Regions from separate parts of the Mus musculus genome. Here region 1 is linked to region 2. The links are chromatin contacts, called in public HiChIP or PLAC-seq maps. All regions are on one chromosome and are shown on one strand. The core of a region is the stretch at or near the end of the contact, and the rest is flanking DNA. Distances in the headings are between cores, read along the strand shown. Region 1 overlaps Fchsd2 (FCH and double SH3 domains 2). Region 2 has its middle 21 kb from the start of P2ry2.

Region 1 (3,796 bases), core at 810-3,309, 280 kb before region 2:
AGCCAGGTAGTGGATTCTGGGCTAATGAGACCATGTCATAAATAAAACTCAGATATACAAGAAGTAAATTATCATTATCCTTTAACTTTTTGCTGTTAAATGTTGGCAAACAAAGGCCTCTTAACATTTTTAAATGCTAACATGAGGGAACATCGAAGACTGCTGTATGTTACAAAGAATGTGGAGAAACAGTCTGGTAACTATGACAAGTAGAAATGCTTTACACATTGTTTTTAGAAAATATACTGCCCAACACAGAGCTTAAATCATGACCAGTAGTAGAATTAAATAAGATAAAGTGCTCTGTTACTGAAAGACATTACCAGAACCACAATGAAGGAGCTAGAGATGCAGCCCAGTTTATAAGAGTACTTGGCTAGTATGCATTCAGACCTGGGTTCCATCCTCTGCCTCCCCCAAACCAAGTGGTGCATGGCTCCAATTTCAGCACTCAGGAAACAGAAGCAAGAAGACCAGAAATGTAAGGTCATCTTTGGCCACAAAGCTGAAGCTAGCATGAGCTATAAGAGATCCATTCACCCCTACAATGAAGCCAGGTATGATGGAGCATGTCTGTAATACCAGCACTCAGGAGGCTGAGTCAGGAGAACTGCTTTAAGTGTGATTTCAGTCTAGGCTACAGGGTGACACTTGGTAGCACATGGCTATATAGTTGAGTTCAGGCCAGTCTGGGCTACATGAACCCCTGTAACAATCAATCAATCAATCAAAACACAACCCCCAAAACAAACATAACAAGAAATAATCAACAAAATCCACCCCAATGAGACACTACTCCATTTTCATTAGTGTCTTTATCATAAGGAAAACAGAGCATGTATTGCTAAGAATGTAGCAAAGCTGGAACCTTATACACCAGTAGTGGGACTGTAAATAGCACATCTGCTGTGAAAAATGGTAAGTTTCCTTAATAAATTAAAAATAGGAGTATACAAAAATTTCCTGGGTATACACCTAAAGAAATGAAAACAAAGACTAAAACAGATGTTTGCAAATTCATGTTCACAGCAGCAATATTACAACAGCCTAAGTTCCACTACTAAAGGGATAGGTAAATAAGACAGTATACACAGATAATGGATATTACTCAGTCTTAAAAAGGAAGGAATGCTGCCTGACACATGCTACCAAATGGATGTACTTTAAAGACATTGTGCTAAATAAGTAAGCCATCACAAAAAGATAAACCAACTCCATTTCTAGGAAGCGTGAAGAGCAGTCAAAGTCCTAGCAGCACAGCCTTTATTGGGACTGAAGGTGGCTCATGGGAGTTACTGTTTACTGGGTACAGAGGTTTAGTTTTCATTCAGTTGTTTGAGACAGAGTATCACTATATATACTAGCCTGGCCAGAAATGTATGCATTTCAGGCTGGTCTCAACTTAGAATTCTTTGCTTCTTTCTTTTGAGTACATAGATTATTCGTAAGGCCACCATGACCAGTGAAATTTTTCATTTTTTAAAAAGATGTATTTTATTTTTAATTGTGTATGTGCAGAGAGGCCAGAGGTATTGAGTTCCAGGTGGATGCTAGCCTCCTGTTGTAGTGCTGGGAAATGGGTTCTCTGCAAAAGCAGGACAAACATTTTTTTTTTTTTTGGAGGGTGTGATAGTTTATTTAAAAAACAGAAACAACAAAATAAAACAACAACAGTAACAAATAAAACGGTGCCACACTGATCGTGTGACCAGAATACGTACGTAATGGCTTTTCTCTTGGGTATTAACATTTCAGTATGCTTAGATACTGAAATGCTTCAATAGGACCAAGAACGTTAGAGAGTAAGGATGGACAAACATTCTTAATTACTGAGCTATCTCTCTGGTCCCTTAAACATATTTTATATATTCAGAAGACCTTTCTTTCATACTCTAGGGAAAGTTAGACATTTCACTGTATTACACAAAACACTCAGATATTTATAAAAATGGGTAGAACAAGTTTCCAAAAATATATATGGAATGCTAACATGTGCTGTGCTTTGGTACTGGGAATCAGTCCAGAGAACTTTCTCTTGCCAGCATGGACTGATACTAAACATTCCTTTACCTTCTGTTTTTAGTTCATGTCTGATTCTCACGGAAAGGACTAGAAGGCTTTAGTGACAACAGGGATGTCAGATGCTTTGTGTGGTTCTAGAGGATTTTTAAAGTATCTTAGACTAATCTCTTCCTTTTCCCTCTTCATTGTTCTCATGGTTTCTTGACCCAGCCTATCTAAAATCCCACTCTTCCTTACTCTCTTATCTAAGGACTACACTCTCAACCCTTCTTTCTTCAATCAAAACAATTCTTCTTAGCCATACTTACATTTTTCCTTTCTTAAATGTTGTAAAAAGCTTACTCTTCCTGCAAAGGCAGTAAGAAGAACCCTGTGTGAGTTTCTGTAGCGGCTGTCTTCTGCTACGAGCTCTGGGGTTCTCCCAGACAGGAAGCAGTGACTGACTGGCTGGAGGTGAATACTGACTGTATCACTTACTTGCTGTGTGTGACCCTGGGCAAGTCATCTGGTTCCTAAACTTTAGTGATCTCAACTCTCTTTTGAAGACAACTATTTTTCTAATGAAGACAAGTACTTTTTCACAGGGCTATCAGAAGGATTAAAGGAGGTAATGCATCTTAAACCCCATACACTTGGCAAATGGGAGGTACTCAGTCCATCATTATCTTTTGCTGGTTTTATGAGGCACAGAGAGTCAGATGAAGAATTTGTTGACACCCAACACAGAGGAAAGCAGCTACTTGCAGAAAACTGATTAGCAGAACCTCTGAACTCTACTTGCAGAGCACAGGACCTTACTCCAAGCACTAAGTAGATAATATATAAACTTCTGTTCAAAGCAAGATGGAATACTAAGGACCAGATTTGAATTTCATGCCAGAAACAATTTTAAAAAATTTGTTGTGGGCCTGTAAAATGGATCTGTGGGTAAAGGTACTTGCCACCTCCTGCAAGCTGTCCTTTGACCTCTATTTGATTAATTTAGTATGCCCTACCACCAATAAATAAATGTAATAACATAAAATATGGTCAAAAATTTAAAAGTTTTCAAGACATAGGCCATTAAGCAATGAAAGACAGTAGTGTCTGGGGAATGGAAAAGTCTGCACAACTTATGCTCAGAAGAAGTTTCCAAGCTGAGGACAGTGTGCCCTCTGAATTGAGTGGAACATGGAGATCATGCAGGCCAAGGTGGCTAGGGTTTATAGCACAGTAACAAGGAGAGCAGAAAGAGATCCTGAGAAATCTGCAGAGCCTCAAGTCTTCAGCTGAGTAGTGTATGTGCATGAACAGAGTAGCTGAAGCCAGAAATAGAACCATCTAGAAGGACAAGAGAAACGTATCTCTAGAACTCACACAGGTTTGGGACACGACTTGTATTCCCTAAGGCATAGCGCATCACAGAGCAGTAAGAATATGGAAGACATAGGCAGTGCCATCAGCCAACAAGATGTAACTGCATTTGTAGAACACAGCATTCAAGAGCAGCAGAATGCACACTCTTTATATATCACACACTGGGTCACAAAAGAAGTCTCAGTAAATTTCAAAGAACTGAAGTATGTTACTGATCTACAACATAAGTGAATTAGAAATCTAAAGTGGAAATATATCTAGAAAGCTTCTACAAATTTTCAACATTCAAAAATTCAAGGGCTGAAAAACCAGTCAGAAAGCATCTTGAACTGAATGATGACACAGTAGCAAAACTGTGCAAAGAGCCTACAGATGTATGTAGCAGGAATGTTTACCAAATGCCTCCACCAGAAAAGGG
Region 2 (3,519 bases), core at 893-3,392:
GCTACAAAATAGCACAAACACTTTTCCTTGTTTGGCTGTTTAAGAGGGCAGAAGGCCCAGAGAGGGCTATGCCCTGTCCAAGGTCACACTGTCAAAGAAGAGTCTACACATATCTTAAGCCACAGAGAAGTCAGAGTGAAGTCTCCTTATGAGCCCACAGCTCTCTGGATATTCCTTCTTTCTCAGCCAGCCTCTTTAGCTCTAGCATGCTTTCAAAGGCCCCAGACTGGAGACTCCTACAAGACTAGGTGGTGAGGGAAAGAGAGGTAATGGGCTGAATCTCTGGTTATTATCTTTGAGCAAAGAGCTCAGAGCAAAGGCCTGGATTTCCAGGCTCATTTTTACCAATGTGGCTATTAGGGACTAGATATGTCCTCCCATAATCCATATGCTGAAATCCTAATTGCCTGCCAGATGTGATGTGACGTGCCAGTGCAAGGCCAGCATGGGTGAGGTGAGGCAGGAGGATCAGGAGTTCAAGGCTATCCTTGGCAACTTTGAGAGCTCATGGAAGACCAGCTACATAAAACTCTGTTTCAAACAAACACTCAAGAAACTTGAATTACCAAAGTGCTGATTTGGGGAGGTGAGCCTTGGCGAGGTATGTAGGTCACAAGGATGAAGACCTCATGAATGCAATTAGTGCCTACATTGGCCAGCTTTCTGCTACTGTAACAAAAATACTGAAAGTTATAAACTTCTAAAGAGAAAAGGCTTAGAACTCAGAGAGAGGCTGAGACAGCATCTCATATAGCCCAGGCTGTGTGAATTCCTGTTCCGACTTCCTGAGTGCTGGGATTACAGGCGTACATTAAGTCCCAGTAGGAAGGGTTTACTCTGACTCACAGTAGAAGGGTTTCCAGTTCATGATTGGTTTATTCTGTGGCTTGAGGTCACCAGAGAAACCTAAGTTTGATGACAAACCAACTTCAGTATGTTGTCCTCGGAACTCCACATGTGCTCCCCACAACACAAATAAATGTGATTCTAAGAAATGTTCAAAGGAAGCCCTCCCTCAACTTCTGCCCAGAAAGCTCTCTCATCTCTTTGTACCATGTGAGGGCTCAACAGGAAGTTCATGTGTTGTAACTGGGAAGAACCCAGCCATGTGACCTCACACCACCAAACTCTGACTTGTGAAACATCACTGTCCACCATGGAAAAGCCATGACAGTAGCAAGGGGGTTGGAGAGAGGGCTCAGCTGTTAAAAACACTTGCTACTCGCCAGGCAGTGGTGGCGCATGCCTTTAATCCCAGCACTTGGGAGGCAGCAGATTTCTGAGTTCAAGGCCAGCCTGGTCTACAGAGTGAGTTCCAGGACAGCCAGGGCTACACAGAGAAACCCTGTCTCAAACAAACAAACAAACAAACAAACAAACAAACAAACAAAACAACAAAAAAACACTTGCTTCTCTTGCAGAGGACCCTGGTTTAGTTCCTAGCACCCACGTGGTGGTCCACAGCCAACCCTAACTGCAGTCTCAGGAGACCTGATCTCCTCTTCTGACCTCCATGGCCACCAAGCACACAAGTGGTGCACATACAGACAGACAGGTAAAATACTTACACATAAAATAAATCTTTAAAAATAAAGACAGTAGCGGGCTGGAGAGATGACTCACCGGTTAAGAGCACTGACTGCTCTTCCAGAGGTCCTGAGTTCCATTCCCAGCAACCACATAGTGTCTCACAACTATCTGTAATGGGATCTGATTGATGCACTCTTCTGGTGTGTCTGAAGACAGCGACAATGTACTCATATAAATAAAATAAATAAAACTTTTTAAAAAATAATAAATAAAAATAAAGATAGTAGCTTTAGTTGTGGTTGTGGTGTTCTAGGGAAAAGGAGTCAGCTGGGAACACAGGACACTGGGACAGGGACAGGTACGTGCCCAGGCCACCATCATCCTCACAAGGTGGGGGAGGGGCAAGGGATTGGACTGCAAATTCAGGCTCTTCCTCTGACAGGCAGGGCTAGTATTTGTCTTCCAGGTTACTCAACTGCAAAGCTGCAGCTAGGCCTGAATGGGAATGGCTACGTCCTTCCCATCCAAGCTGCTGCTGGGAGATGTGTGACTTCCCTTTCCTGTCTGTACACTGTCTTTTGGCCAGCGCTAACACCCTGAGTCACTTTGGGTAGCTGATAAAGTTCATTGGAATCTGAGAGTTCAGTCCCTGCTTGAATTAATGCCCAGCCCTCTGCCTGGAGCACAGCTCCTTCTCCACTTCTTCCTCTGGGCACCTCTCTCCTCGGGCCGCTGGACAGAGGCTGTCTGTGGCATTGGCTCACAGACTGGAGCTCTAAGCTGCCTATAAGGTCCCTTATAATGGCTTCCACTTAAGCGCAGCCGGGACTCTTGACTTCACTGCAGAAAAGAATTTCCAGGCTAGCAAATTGGTTATGCTTGGTTGCCCACAACTCTAATTGAAAAATTAAAGTCCCAGCCCTGGAGAGGCAGAGACGAGAGGATCTCTAAGTTCCAGGCCAGCCAAGGCTACACAGTGAGACCGTGTCTCAATAAAACAAAACAGTAAAAACAAAGAGAAAGGAGCCTGTCACCAAGCCTGACAGCGGGAGTTTGTAGACTCCTGGGACTCACATGGTGGAAGGAGAGAACTGACTCACATGCTGCCCTCTGACCTCCACACTCATGCCACAGACGCGTGTGCGCATCACACGTGCACACACACACACATACACATGTGCACACATGCATGTATGTACACACATAACAAGTAAAATGTAATTTTAGAAATTTAAAATGAAACAGAATTTCAGAGGGAACAAATATGAACCAGCATTGAGTTTATTCAGAAGAGTTGAGTATGCACTTAAGCCTTGGGGGCTTAGAAAGCCAAATCTGGGGAGACAGCTCAGTGGGTAAAGGCTCCAACACCATGTCAGACAGTCTGGGTTTGAGCGCAAGACCCACATGGTGGGAAGTGACTCCCACCTGTATATACACAGCAAGTAGACAGATGGACAGACAGATGTACAGGAAAAGAACATGACATGTCCAAGTGTGACTGTGGTCTTCTCAAGAGAAAATCAAGATTGTCTTTAAAATCACACACACATACACACACACACACACACACACACACACACACACACACACACGGAGTGCTGGGGATGCAGCTCAATTGTAGGGTCTGTCGTGTATAAAGCCAAAGGTTTGATCTCCAACATCACATAAAACTCAGCATGGCGGTACATCCCTGTCACCCCAGCAGCACTCAAGAGGCAGAGGCAGGTGCTCAGAAATTCATTGCCAGCCTTGATACCACAGTGAGTCTGGGGACCCAGAACCTCTGCCTTAAGAAGCTTTTTTTTTTTCATTTAAAAAAATTTAAATCACCATATATACAATTTTGGTGACTTCTGAAGTTACACTTACTCTGTTATAGACAATAGGGTAAAGTCCAGGTTGCATGGAAACTTAAGATGTTCTCCACATCTTGTTTGTGAGATTCCCAGAACATAGCTGGGAAAGGAGGCCGTGTACACTCAGCCC

Evidence for each region. HiChIP or PLAC-seq counts read pairs in DNA pulled down with a chosen protein or histone mark.
Region 1: an H3K27ac HiChIP or PLAC-seq map of heart atrium shows a contact between it and region 2, with 4 times the contacts expected there. The contact joins two enhancer-like sites. A contact is called at or near these places in 12 of 39 promoter capture datasets (the 3T3-L1 cell line, the C10 cell line, the HPC-7 cell line and 7 more), 2 of 15 datasets of contacts at CTCF or cohesin (the NIH/3T3 cell line and pro-B cells), 11 of 484 Hi-C or Micro-C datasets (the AML12 cell line, the G1E-ER4 cell line, LSK cells and 6 more), 6 of 115 datasets of contacts at active chromatin or transcription factors (the 230-238 cell line, embryonic limb bud, embryonic stem cells and 3 more) and 2 of 9 other capture datasets (liver and pancreatic islet).

What each region holds. Positions count from the first base shown.
Region 1 is chr7:101,266,309-101,270,104 of GRCm38.p6, reverse strand. The region is part of intron 13 of Fchsd2 (FCH and double SH3 domains 2); the gene reads right to left. It overlaps LOC115486538 (a long non-coding RNA gene), which reads left to right. Exons shown (of 2, transcript XR_003946843.1): 2 at 1-3,796. Among named protein-coding and RNA genes, the nearest start is that of Gm50587, 9.7 kb to the right of the region's middle. Within about 2 kb of position 2,059, at least 20 of the 459 cell types and tissues checked have an H3K27ac peak or open chromatin away from gene starts, as enhancers often do. A contact at or near this core is called in heart atrium, where this site is marked.
Region 2 is chr7:100,989,709-100,993,227 of GRCm38.p6, reverse strand. No RefSeq gene overlaps it. Among named protein-coding and RNA genes, the nearest start is that of P2ry2, 21 kb to the left of the region's middle. Within about 2 kb of position 2,142, at least 100 of the 459 cell types and tissues checked have an H3K27ac peak or open chromatin away from gene starts, as enhancers often do. A contact at or near this core is called in heart atrium, where this site is marked.